Regions from separate parts of the Oryzias latipes genome. Here region 1 is linked to region 2. The links are chromatin contacts, called in public Hi-C maps. All regions are on one chromosome and are shown on one strand. Each heading gives the region's core, a stretch centred on a gene start, on an enhancer-like site or on the middle of the called end of the contact. The rest is flanking DNA. Distances are from core to core; before and after follow the strand shown. Region 1 holds the start of cpa6 (carboxypeptidase A6). Region 2 overlaps sulf1 (extracellular sulfatase Sulf-1).

Evidence for each region. A called contact is a pair of places that touch in the nucleus more often than the background predicts.
Region 1: a contact with region 2 is called in a Hi-C map of embryo, with 1.9 times the contacts expected there. The contact joins the promoter of cpa6 here to the enhancer-like site in region 2. A contact is called at or near these places in 3 of 5 Hi-C or Micro-C datasets (embryo and fibroblasts).

Annotation. Positions count from the first base shown.
Region 1 is chr20:16,941,734-16,948,412 of ASM223467v1, forward strand. cpa6 (carboxypeptidase A6) reads left to right here and starts at 4,362. Exons shown (of 11, transcript XM_004081260.4): 1 at 4,362-4,654. The coding sequence starts at 4,434.
Region 2 is chr20:16,690,447-16,697,830 of ASM223467v1, forward strand. It overlaps sulf1 (extracellular sulfatase Sulf-1), which reads right to left. Exons shown (of 19, transcript XM_020712655.2): 10 at 5,101-5,227; 11 at 3,719-3,932; 12 at 3,023-3,269; 13 at 2,851-2,947; 14 at 2,363-2,454; 15 at 2,128-2,199; 16 at 606-778; 17 at 103-245. Among protein-coding and RNA genes, the nearest start is that of sulf1, 45 kb to the right of the region's middle. Within about 2 kb of position 3,380, at least 1 of the 8 cell types and tissues checked has an H3K27ac peak or open chromatin away from gene starts, as enhancers often do. A contact at or near this core is called in embryo, where this site is marked.

The DNA.
Region 1 (6,679 bases), core at 3,112-5,611, 250 kb after region 2:
AGGAGGGTGGCCCACTTTACCAGCACCAGAGGGAGAGTTTATTTAGCTACTGTAGGTCTCAGTTGTGGTTCGTTTTGTTTAGTGAGTTGTGGATTGGCCCTTGAATCGGAATAAATCTTGACCTGCACCATCCTCTGGTGGTCATGTGAGGTACTACATATTTTAACACCCAGCAAGTAGAGGTATTAGGTTGTACTGTGCCTTAGCGGCCACTAGAGGGCAGTGTTGATTTTTGCATTCATGCAGACATGGGGGGGGGGGGACTCAAACCTGGGGGAAATTAATTTAGTGGATTATTGGTGACATTTGCAGAAATAAAAAGCTTAATTGAAGTTTTAGGGTCACAGGTCAGGTGAATTTATGGAGTATTACTTTTTATTATGACTTGATCTGCAAAAATAACACCACTCATATGTAATTTAGTTTAATCTTTATGAATTGGGAAATGCTGCCAAGACTTCTCCTATTCTTATACCTGGGTGAAATTGAGTCATCATGCATGAAACACTTTAGTGCTTGCATGGAAACATGAAACACAAGGGGTGATAACAGTGTTAATTTACGCTGATGCAAACATTACTTTTGTGCAGATGCTTTACAGTTACGTGATCAGTTCATAGCAGCAAAAACCAAACATAGCTCACAGGTGGACCCTTATTGGGTAGCGTTCACATATTTTTGTGATTTTAGCACACAAAGCAGCAGAAAACAAGTACAACAGCCTATCCATAAATCCATCCTCATTTCCAGCTGAATCCCTTTCGGGGTCACGGGGCGGCTGGAACCAGCTACCATTGGTTGAAGGCGGGGGACGCTCTAAACAGGTCGCCAGTCTGTTGCAGGGCAACACACACTCACATGCACACAGGAAAAAGTTAGAGAAACCACTACAAGACATGTTTTTGGACTGTGAGGGAAAGTCGTGTGAGACAACCAATACATGCATGAGGAGAAAATGAAAACTCCTACAACAGCTTATGTAAATGTATCAGAAAAGGGGTTCTTTAATGGGTAAAAATACAACATTTCTCCAAAGTATCAAATCTTCTGTTACATTAACAGCATTCTTCTCAGCTTGTAGCTCCAGCAGTTCACAATCAGTGCATTGTGCTAAATGTGCTTCAGTTTTTCTAGCAGTGGTGCGTAACAAAAGAAAAAGATAAGCAGTGCAACAAATTCCTGGTAAGTTTCTGACACAGACTGGCTCAATTGACTGCACGGGTTTTGTTTAAGGCATTTGACTTTTTTTCTTTTTTTTAGTGATCTTAGATGGTACTGAAAACCCCAAAATACATTTTTCATTTCGAATTTTTCTACAGACTCAGTGACAAATGACAACACATGATTCTCTCACTGCTCACTGCAAACATCTTCTCCATAACAAGGAAATATAAATATTAAAATGCAATAAAGTTTGTTTTTGAAAAGTATAATAAAATGTAAAGACAAACATGAAACTCAGATGACTTTAAATGGTAAATACAAAAGTCATATTCATCTCTGTAATTCTGTTTAAGTCAAGAAGGGCCCAAGTCCAGAGACTTTAGTTTGCTAGTCCTCTGAAATTATATCTTATTTATTAAGATAGAAGGTTGTCATAAAACTCTTAGTCATGGGGCAACATTGGTGCAGAGGTAGAGTGGTCAACCTGGTCTGGTTACCCTTGCCTATGTCAGATCTCAAAGTATGCATGGGAAAGACCCTACATGGTGGTCCATCAGTGTGTGAATGCATGTATGAGTGTCTGGAACTATAACCATAGCGCCTGGAGATGTGACACAGCTAGAAAAGTGCACAATAAGTAGAGGCCAGTCACCAGTTAACTGAAACATTAGCATAGGAAGTTGATAAACTGAAGCCAATAAAAAGAATGCAACCACAACACCTCTCACTATGTGGGTTTCTGAAACTCAATTTGCCCAACAATAATAAAAAAGAAACCTTGTTAAATCCTAGTGATTTGATTTTTTTTCCAACACTACATTTAAAGTAAATTTACTTTTTCACTACTTTTTCAGTGAACCAGAAATGACAAAATGTGACTTTTTCATGTTACTTTTATCCTTCTTACATTTTTTTTAAAATTTAGAAACATATTTTACCTACATTTTGACTGTTCCTGAGGACCTTTTAAAAAATACATAAATAAACCCTTCAGTTCTCTATTTGGGACCCCTGTCTTCTACCTTAAACTTGTCCAGTTTGCCTGGTTTTATATCACCACACTAAATTCTTACCAATCAAGGAGCATTTTTTGCTAATCTTAATAAATGTGAGAGCTAAGATGAAAAAACCTCTTTGGGCCTGCTGTTCTAAGATTGCTGGGGTTCATCTTAAAAAGATGCTCAGTCCTTCGTTTTGCTGTAGACCGCATCCCAGAGCCTGAAACATGTACCACACAGCCAGGAAAGCAGTCCAGAGTAAAGAAAACAACATCAAACTGACTCCAGGCGGTGCCATGCATCACGGTACCCAACATGTGCCTAATGTAAAAAACACTACTCTGCCAGTTCTCCCTGTAGGTCTCTGAACATGATATCCATAGAAGAAAAAAAACATCATTTTATGAATGTGTGCCTGTGTGTGCAGCTGTCAGTGCAGCTCAGACACACTTTTTTCTTAATAGTTTCATGTTTTTCTTGCTTTTTAAAACACTTACTGCAGGACCTCCAGTATTGGAAAACATGACACGCTGAATTTTGAGTTTGTTGAAACTTTCTGAGGATGTTTGAATCACATTCAACACAAATTGCTTTACATGCAATAGAAACGTGGATAGTAACATTAAAGTTGGGGCAGAAATGAAACCTATTTCCTACATTTAATTTTAGAGTTTTACTTTTTAAACAAAGCAAATTTGGTTTCAGAAAATTATTTAAAAAGACTAAACTTTGTGTTTAGGTTAAAACCGGAAAGGGCAGGAGGTATTAAAGAAAAACAGAAGACCTGTTATTTTCTGATCTGGTCAGGGTTAACACAAAAACCTTTTCATCAATATACTATTTCTGCTTAAAACTCTAAAACAGATTCATGATAAAGCAACCATCATGACTAATACCTTAAATGTGCTGAATAGTTTCTTGGATTTTGCTTTTTAAATCACTTACCGTCAAGACCTCCATATTGGACACGCTAAATTTAAAGTCTGATGAGACTTTCTGAGGATGTTTGGATTGCATTCATACTAAAAAAAACACCTCTTTGTATGCAATGGAAACATGGGAACTCAAATCAGACTTAGGGGAAAACCGAAACCGGTCTCCTAAATATAATTTCATATTCTCTTTTCAAAATTAAAGCAGATTTGGTTTTAGGAAATCATTTAAAAAAAAGACTGAAGTGTGTGTGTTACTGTTAGAACTATACATAAAATAAAAGGTAGCTGGGTAAAAAGCAGATGATCTGTTATCTGCTTTTTTATCAGCTGAATGTCAGGGTTGACACAACACATTTTCACTGGGTGTGTGAATACATTTACTTAAAGCTCTTAAACAAATATATGATTTGATCATATCTCAATGTGCTCTTATACGTCATTATTGCCATTTTATTCTAAACCCGTGAGATAAAACAGCAGCCTTTCTGAAGTGTAATTGGAGACAACTTGTTTCATCCCTCCTTTCTTTCAGCAAGCGCACAGCGCTGCGTCTGTTTGGAAGCGGGGCCGAAAGGGTGTGTTTGGAGAACTTTTGTACAGTAATTGGTGCAAAACAGGTGGCCCACTGTTGACACCAGAGAGAAGCATGAGAAAAATGTGCTGCCGTGCACTCACAAAAGGAAGAGGCAGGCGGTTGACTTAAACATTTAATCACCGTGTTGGGTGATAAGTGGAGGATCAAACGGAGGCACGAAGGCTGGAATAAAAGGAAAAGTCCTCTCCAGCTCCACAGAGGAATTCCAGCAGGGTGCGAGCCAACTGAGGTCGTAGTTGACAGACTCAGGAGCTCAGCTAACAAAATTAGGCGACTTTGACCTCTAGGTTAGATTTCTTCTACTCGTCACTTATTTGTGTTTAGGTTTTTATGCAAAAAAACAAGTTTAAAGAGACTAATAGCCACAGTAAATGATTTATACGAGGATGTTGTTCCTTTCCCCGAGTGATAAAACTTCCAGATACATTTGTTTTGAGTGATATCAATAAAGCAGGTTGTATTTAACGAATACAACTTAAAAAATACTAATAATATCTCCTTTTTTACGCATTGGCAGCAATGCAAAGGCGCGTATTTACTTTTGCTCGTGCAAATGTGTGCACAAATCTTTCTCTTGGCGCTCAAGGAGGGATGGAGTTTTGACTTCGCCAACTGCCTGGGGACCACGTGACTATGGCCCTCCTAGTTTACAAAACCTAACCTGAAAACTCCCTCCACTGTTGCAGCGGAGCGGAGGTGGTGCGCGATTCCCCGCGGAGGAGCGAGCTGTTTGTGCGCCACATGTGGAGAAGTTACCAAGAGCGCATGATCCTTTTACGCACCGGAAGCGCACGGCTGAGCGGCATCATGGAAGTTGTCTCCTGCTCTCTGATGTTCTCGTCAAGGTTGATTGTGGTTCATCAGAGCGCATTCCGCGTCCCAGCTTTACTGACGTCTGTGATGATCTGCAGCTCCCTGCTATGTCCTGCAGGCGCATTTCTCTACAACAACCGCTATGTAGGGTGAGAACACACATTTCTCTCATGTATTTAATTTATGGGGGCCGCCCTGACTGCTGCTCAAGTTCAGAGACAGAGACCGGAAAAACACTCCAGAGTTATTTGCAGTCTCTTATCTTGGATGAACAAAAAAAGCCTTTGTGATCCATCTGTCGTTTTTCTGCGTAAACCATTAAGTTCACTCTCCAAGCTTTTCTATCCTTGTTTGTTTAAATGACGCATGATACAGAAAAGCTGTTGATTTTTTTACTCAAATACAACTCCAAGTTCTCTGCGTGGTTATGATTACCAAAATGACAGTTTTAAAAAGGTCAGATATCCTGCTCAAGCAGCCTGTGTGGATAAAGAATACACACGTATACCGTAACAGACGAGAAAAACGTATTTTTTGCTTGTGTCACATTTCTGGAGTCAAGAGACTTTGAGCTAGTTAGGCCATTAATCTGAGTAAACATATAGACAAGAAGACTTTAGGTATGTACAGATATTTATAGCCTGTGTCTAAAGAGCCTTTGATGTAGGGGCAGGGGAAGACTGTCACTGCTGAAAACTGCCTGTCTCATACAACTGAGATTTGAATATAAATGGATTCACATCATTAGTTTAAGATTTAAGACTACATATTTTGTGCAAATATATGTTTGAGCACATGTCTGATGCCCAGATATTCCTATGACCCAAAGGTCTGCAAAGCTAACATGTTAACTGAACACTTTGTACCTCTATACCTCTCTGACAATGTTAACAACATTCTAGCTTTAGTGATGACATGTCAAAAATATGTCTTGGGTTTGAGAGCTAAAAGCAAATTGTTTTCACCCAGGAGAGTCATCCATTGTAAAAATGAGAAAAGAAGCAACTGAAAAATGGATTTTTGTTGCAAAAAGAATTTAAATTACAAAAAAAAAGGTTCACACAAAAAGGACTATTTATTTTAAAGTTGAATATTTCTTTATGTTCATATATTCTCCTAATTCTTATCCACTATTTCTAGTAGAAGGTGTTTTACTCCACCTCTAATTTCTCATTCATCTCCTTTTAATGCTATAAGGCAATAGGGTTACAGAACCATCACTTGCACTAAACCGAAAAGTCCTCTTTTAAAATAATTTTTAAAAGAACAGAAAACAAAAGGGGGTTCAAAAAAAGAACAGAATAAAATGTTGGTTTTCAGATTTTCAGAGTGAACACAGCATTTTAGAAGATTCAGGATTAACAAAAAGAAGGTCTTTGTTTTGTTGCACAAGAAGATAAAGGATATGCTTTTCAGATTGAGTTACAAATGCTGTTGAGCCTCTCTGCTTACATGTTCAGTTCCAATTATCAGCAAAAGCATAAACATCTTCTGTTGTATTAATCATCTCAGTTCACTGTTGTGTTTCACAAAAACTGTTTTGCTGTCATCTTGCATTAAAATAGTCTAACAAAAACGTTCGAGTGCCACGCATTATCTGCTTAAAGCGTTTCAATCAAAAACCTATCATGACTAACCCATCGAGGGTTTTGTGTAACCAGACTCATTGTTTAGGTCTTACTTTTCATTGTATTGTGTCTGTAAAAGAATATGTATTGTTTTTAAGCTGAATAAAAAGTTATTTAGAAGTAGGATATAAAAAATAAAAACCTTATGTCTGCAACATTTACTATACGTGTGTAGGATAACTTTGGTAGACTTTTGCAACGTAAAATGTAAACGGCAGCAGAAACCTGTTCCAGGTGCCGCCTACAGAGCTGGAAATATAATCCTATAATGATGTTCTTAGTGTCTAGGTCAGACAGGTTGCTGTATGGTCATTGGTTCTCTCATCTACTGGAATCTGGAAGAGAAATCCCTTTTTGGCATCTTAAATCTGCTAAGTGTCCCTGTTAGCTCACACAAAAGCCAAGTTTCATTGCATGACTCCACAGCCCAGATGTTTTTGAAATGAGGTGCACTCAGGAGCGCTTGATCAAAGTGGATAGAAGTGCTGTTCAAACCCCTTCAGGGCAATTTGATTCCAGCGATAACAAAACTCTTGTGCCACTTTT
Region 2 (7,384 bases), core at 2,130-4,629:
CAACAGCTTTAGGAAAACCTCTGAGATCATTGCATGCAAACAAAAATTTGACAAACACCTTATCTAGAAAAACAAGAATATGCAGCACAGTCCTGCACTCACCTGATAGGGGTCGCTGTTGAGGTCAAAGTACTCCAAGAATCCTGTGGAAAACTCGCAGAAGAGCGTGTTGTGGGTCTCGTTGATTGTTCTCAGGCACCAGTAGGTGTTGTTGTTGGAACTGGTGCATGCACAGAATCCACCCACTAGAGAAAAATAAACAGTCATTGCTGTTGGTTTGGATCTTTTCATGCAGACATGAAAGTGAGCAAATCAGCTGAAACGGTGTAAACATTATGAAAGCAGTCTTTATAGAGACCAAAACTGACATAATAGTGAATGATTAAGTGCCATCTTAGATGACCCCACCCTTACATTAACGTGTTCTCTCTACCATGACAAAGGTGGATAAAGGAGGAAAGATTGAATGTAATCCATGGACACCAGTGAGGTTAACAAATTATTGAAGAAAAAAGGTTCAGCGCACCGTCTAGTGGGTCTAGATGACCCAACTCCCAATGTTAAAGTGCCTAGGATAGCACAAGGGTTACATGAAAAGTACACACATGTCCAGAAGGGGGGGGTCTGCCAGTGGTCGTTGTTATGTGTGAAGCAGGTGAGGCCAGGCAGGCTGCAGTCGTCTCCTTTCCTCTGTCGTTTCTTCTCCTTCCTCTCCTTCTTCCTCCTCCGGATTTCGTTGTATAACTGGGCTTTCCCGTCGCTTTCCTGAACGGTCTCCCTGCCAACATGAAGTAGGAAGCAAATATGACCTCATCCCCAAGCCTCTTTGGTGCCAGCAACCACAAAGATGGATGACGACGGGGGGAACTTCCAGAAAGCCTCATCCACGTCAGATTATGACAGAATGTTTACTTTTATGTTTAAGCAATTACTACACCCAGCTTCTTCTGGATGACTACCACCTCTGGGAGCAGCCACTCCGACTTAATTAACTACAAACCGTCGCTTCCACATAAAAATAAAACAGATCCACAACCAAATTTCTCCTTTGACATTTAACTTTCACTCAGGGAACAAAAACATTCAATCAAGTGTTCTGGATCACATGCAGCCTGAGGCTAAGCCAACACTTTACTGCCTGTTCACCATCCCGTCTGAAGTCACACTTGTACGGTCATGGCTGAACAGTTCCCAGTAATCAGCTGCAGATGAAATCGTTAGAGCAGTGTTTTTCAACCAGTGTGCTCACTAGTGTGCCGTGGAAAATGGTCAGGTGTGCCGTGGGAAATTGCCCTCATTAACTGATCTAAAAACATTTTCCATCTCCAGGTTATCAGCTCTGTGTTCATCCAAACAGGCCCTGATAAAAACACTGAGTAGTAAGGAATATGAAAGATCGTAAAATACTTTTTTCTTTGTGTTTATTTGATTCTATTAAAGACATTTTGATAAGAATGACGGTACCGCGATTTAGCCGTAGCGTCAGCTGTTTACAGAAAAGTCCCGCGCCTTTAACTGTCTCCACCAATCATTCTTGGAGGCTTAATTACACGTCATAAGTCTGACCAATCAGAAGTGGTTCAAGTCTTCACTTCCCTGTTCCGTTTCTGCTCATAAAGTCGCTTAGTTCCAACAAAAAGACCAGCTAAAGCTCGTCTTTAGCGGTGCAGCTTTCCACAGAATCCGGTATCAGACCGTGGAACATGTGAACAAAACAATGAAGCTCAGAAACGCTAGTCTGTCTGCGTTCTGCGGCTGGTTGCTCTACATCTCCCATGATGCATTGGGTTAAAGTGACTCAGTGCACAACGAGTCTTCCTTGTTAAACGTCTTGAAACCACAACAAACACACATCAAACAGTTTTTAAATCTTCTAACTTAACTTTTATTACATCTTTTAATAAAAACAGCTGCAACTTCCAGCTTTTTCTGCCACAATTATCACAAAAATGCATGTGAGATTGCAGAGGAGCTGTAGTTCAATACAGAAAATGAGTTTCTCCTTTTTTTTTTCTTTTACATTTTTGGATGCCGGTGTGCCGCAGGATTTTTGTCAAGGTTAAAGTGTGCCGAGAAAAAAGGTTGAAAAACACTGCGTTAGAGAGCCAGAATTTAGGAGAAACTCACTTGAATGGGTGGAGCTGATCAGGCCGGCTCTTCAGTCTGTCATTGCTCTTTCTGAGTCCTTTACTGTAGTAACTGATTTCATGAGAAAAAAAGAGAAGTTAAGAAAACCAACCAGGTCTTTAATGTCCAACACAATTAAAAACTTAATTTTGAAGTATTTACCATTGGAATATCTTTTAACTTTAGAGACTGAAAGATTTTTTTAAACAAAAATGAGATGTAAGTGGAAGCTTACCCTTTTCCACAGTCACACTTGTCTGGACGTATCCTCTTCAAGTGGCCTTTGACCTCTCGAAGGTTCTTGATTTTGTCCTGAAGTGCCTCAATCTGAAAAAACACTTATTTTACTTAACGTCCCAGTCCAAATGATCTTTTAATCTATTTTAAAAGCATTCCCAGTGGTCTTTCTGGCAGTGGTACATTAGAAATTCTGCTCTGAGTTGTGGGCATGACAGTTGGAGCAGTGTAAGCCTGCCAACAGTTTAGATCATTCCTTTGTTTACACACTCTTCTGCTAGCTTACAGCCCTTCAAGATCCCAACCTAACATTAGGAGTGCAAAAAAAAAGGCGAGTAAAACATTCTGATTCACCATGATTTGAATAAAGAATAACTCAGAAACACAGTTTTAATTTTCTTTAAATATGTCCGCCTCCATGAGGAAAATTTTCATTGGAGTGAGCCTTTAAAAACAACTAGAATCTGAACACACTCTGATGCTTACCTCCTGATCCACATAGCTCTTATGATCTTTCCAGGCTTTGGAAGATTGGTAGATTTCTCTCTCACAGTGAACACTGTCATTCATCAAGATGTAGCATCTGAAAAATACCCCACAAAACTTGACAAACTGAACTAAAAACCCTAAAAAATATAACCATGAAGTAATTTCTTACTTGTGGGTGACTTTGACAGAGTTGGGGTATCCCACTGCATTTGTGTCATCCGCCAGCATTTCCTCTGAGCCGTCGTCGGACCCCACATCGTAGTCTGGGTCTTCAGGGTTGTAGTGGCGTTTGGAGATAATCCGGCGGCGGACAGATGTCAGGTCATCCGCTTGCAGGTCGATGTCATAAATCTGACCCTCGAACTCCACAGAGAGGGACCTGGCATGCCGTGTGTGAACAAACCGGGGACGGTAACCTGTAACAAAACAAAAAACTGAAGTCAAGCTTCACCAAATGCATCAGCTTCACACATCATCTTTTTCTATGTTTACTTGATTTTGCTTGAGGCCACGGCGATACAGCTGCAGTTTGTCTACGCTACACTAGAGGGCATCGAAAACATTCAGAAAACAACCCCGTCCACCACATGTAGAGGGATGTTTGCTTTTCTTTTCTTTAATTTTGTTATTTACAAGAATCTGCTTTAGCCTGTTTTCAAACAGAGTTGGAACAGACTTCTGTTTTTCAGTGTGGTGTTGACACATGAGACAAAGATGTCTACTTTCTAAATAAATTAAAGCCAGACGAAGAATCTGGCATGAAATGAAATGATGAACTAAAGCCCTCTTAAACACCAACACTCCAAAGCAGTGTTGTATAAATGATGTGTCATCTTTAAAGAAGAAATGGGGTGGGGACACTCACGCTGGCCTGCCGAGGAAGATAATTGTCTGTGGGAGCGACGATCCATCCTGGATGGTTTGTACAAAGTGTCCTCGCAGTCACAGACCTTCTCTCTGTTGTCATGACTGCTGCCAGGCTTCAGGCTGCGGGTTCTCTTACCGGTGCCTTCTTTGGAACCATCTTTACACTTTTGTATCCTTAATTTTCCTGCAATTTCTTCAACACAGTGCCATTTCTGCAACACAATAAACATGGAGAATAACTATAAATACTTATCCAACAGATGCAACTGTAAACTAAAGCTGCAAAGCTCTCACTGTGGACATTCTGCACCAGGTCACCAACTTGCATTCGTGAAATACATTTCCTCTTCCATTTCAGCATAAAGTGAACAGATATGCTGTTGGAGCGGGGTGTAGACGAACAGAACTAAGCCTGGGAACTAGGGTCCAGACAAAGACTTGTAGGTCAGATCGTGTTTCTTCTGGAGGAGCTTTCAGGCCCCGCAGAGCAGTCATGTGAGCACTGAACAAGATGCAAGGAAAAGACGCGTATTGTGACTAAAGAATGAAATCAATCGCAGTCTTTCTTGATCATTTTCCTTTGTCCACCCTACTCTGAGAGCTTTAACCCGTTAAGATCAGCTGAACCGGTTACACAGCAGAACTGCTGCCGCAGAACAAGGGACGAAAGGTTTGCCCAGATTCATAATAAAATCTACAATGCTTGTTTATTTGAGTGTGTTTTGCAACCATCAATGAAAGTTTAAAAATTGACTTTATAGGACGGTTCCTGGTTTTATTCTGTATGAGGCAGAACAAATAATCAAGCAAGAAAGTCACATTGTACAGTCCATCATCAGCGTATTTTCAAACTGGAAGTTAGATCGTGCAGGAAACACTGGACTCACACTTCCAAGTGCACCACACACTTCTTAGTTGAACCAAAGCTGCTCCCTTTCTGTCTATAACTAGTGATTGCTACATACACACAATCATGCGGTCATAAAACGGATCTGGACGGCATTAGTCAGACCCTTAGAAACTCTGTCTGTCATTTAACACTACCTGAAATTTGTAGCAATTTGTATTTCTCCGGCCTGTCTGCTCCAAGGCCGTATACTGTACCATCTGGCTGTTAGTCTGCCAGAAAATTAATGGGCACAGATGAAAAGGAAAGTACCCGAAATTTAATGGAGCAAAAAACTGTGCAAAAGAGACCCATTATAAACCAAACGATGCACTTGTACATGGCTGCTTCACTTGTGGCTCTGCAGAACTCTCCAACAGGCAGCATGAAGGTCACTTCAACAGGGACAAATTATTGTTCACCAATTTTTGTGGTACAACTAATTCTGAGGGTGGTGGACTCTTGTTTGAGTTGTTTCACTCCTCTTGCTTTACCTGTCCTGGTTGTTCACATGGTGTCTGCAGTTCAGCCAGCTGGCAGGTTTCTATGACCTTCTGGTACTTCGGGAGGCTGTTGGTGTGCTGAGTACTCAAGGAGTCATCCTTCTTTCTCAGAATCTTTCTGCAAAACACAACATGTACATGTATCATGAAACTGATGGATTGTGGGATTTTAACCCAAATAGTAAATATGTATGTTCATGATGTTATCCTGTGGAATTTCTCTCCCCAACCCAACACTGAATCTTTTGGACTTCAATGTAAAAGCTCTATGGAAGTCTTTATGGGAACAAGTCTGGGTCTTTTTTCTTTGGTTGTGTTTAGATGGCAGACAGGAGCACTGAAGTGATTTTATAAGGCAGAACAATGAAAACCATCTTTTACATCCACCATTGCAAATGAACCCATTATAAAAATCTAATCAATTTTATCCACAGAACAAAAGACATTAAAGAACTGTCGAAAAATAAAAAATCACAATCGAATATTTAATAATTTCAGAGTTAAAGGCAGTGAACGTGAACATTTTTTGAAAACCCGCTAAAAACACTCACAGAAATTCAACAATGATTAAAGTCCAACTCCGATCATCTTTGAATTATCCAATTTTTTACTCAAAATAAAAAAAAAAATACAGATTTTCTAGGACAAAGTTTCTACAAAGCAGCAATGGTTCAATAAAAATCTGGCTTCAGGTTTTTGGCGAGTCTGCTGATGTGGAGCAACCCCGCTCCCCTACCCGTCACCCATTGCTGAGCTCTCCTTCTAGCTGACAGCCCCTCATATCACCAAGCTAACATTACCAGTGGAATAAAAAGGGCAAACAGTATTAGAGCTGTACAGTTTTGCGCCAGATGCCAGCTCAGACGAGGAAAACAAAGACATAAATGAATTTAGTCGTCTACAAGTGGATGCATCAGAATAGAACGGAGAAGGGAGCTAACGGCACACCCAATATATTTTCTACGTAACAAATACAATAATTTTAAGAACTGCATTTTTTTTGTCTGCTCCTGATTCACAACAATTTAAATAAATGCAATTTTGGACTTAATCGTCTTAATACACGTCTTCCATTGTCAGAAAAATGCCGCAAGAACATGTTAAAAACACCAAAACACAATTTTTATCGGAGTGGGCCTTTAAAAAGCTGAGTAGTATGTCCTGAGTATTACGTCTTTCCCTTTGCTTCTCTAAAAATACTGAAGATCAGAAAGATGTGGGAATGAGGTACAAATCCAGCAGTTCCTGCAGGTGGGGAGATGCAGTTCCATTTAACAGAGAGCAAAAAAGTCTTACATCATGACTGTTGTTTATGCAGCAGGTTCTGGTGTTTTGCTCTCATGTTCATTTGACCAGTCACTATGAAGATAAAACGACTTGAACTAACAGTTGTCTGTGCACAATATAATCCAAAGACAGAATGATGACAACCACAGGGCACAGAACAAGTCATTTCCCTTTTCTTGATTTCTGCATTACCCTGCAGAGGAAACAGCCAACACCGGCTTTGATGTGGTATCCTTGATTTCAGTCAGAGGGGAGTGAAAAGTTGTTGTCACTCCTTGGATGATGAAAAAAAGCAAACAACACTGCTGTCACTCAGTAATTTCACGTCTCTGAGGTAGTTCTGAAAGGTCAAATTGGGGGTATTAAACCCTGGAGCATATCACATAACCGGTGAGGGAACTGCACGGAAAGCATCAGCCGTTCTTTTGATTCACAGAAAGGAGCACATAGTCCAGCTCCAAACCGGCAGGAATCGGATCTGCGTGTGAGGCAGCAGAGTTCACGAGAGCTTTTCACATTCTTGAAGACGCGTCTGCTGATGCACTCGCTGACAAATCAGCAAATCACTGTGGAGGAGATAAAGCTCAACTATGAACTGAAGGAAAAATGTTGGGAGCTCTAGGAGGCATGGTTAGAAAGATTATTAACATCATGCCTCTTCGACCACATCTTTATTTGTCCCAAAATGCTTCATGCTTGATGCAGACTTAGCATACGAGCCAAAAAGCCTTCAGGATTTGAGACAAAGCACCTGTGTGCATCCTGAAAAAACAAAAACACGCAAGTCTTTGCAGCAGAGTGGCTGTTGACACGTCCCGTGAGTACATTAAATGCAAGCCTTCCAGCTGTTCCTCAGGTAACATCATCCCAAACCAGGAAAGCCTGTGCTTGTTTTGTGGATGTCTGCCTGGCTAACTTTGTGAAATGTATCTTCCCTCTGTTCCTGCCAAATTACATCCTGCAGTCAATGTTAAGTCTGGAGCAATCA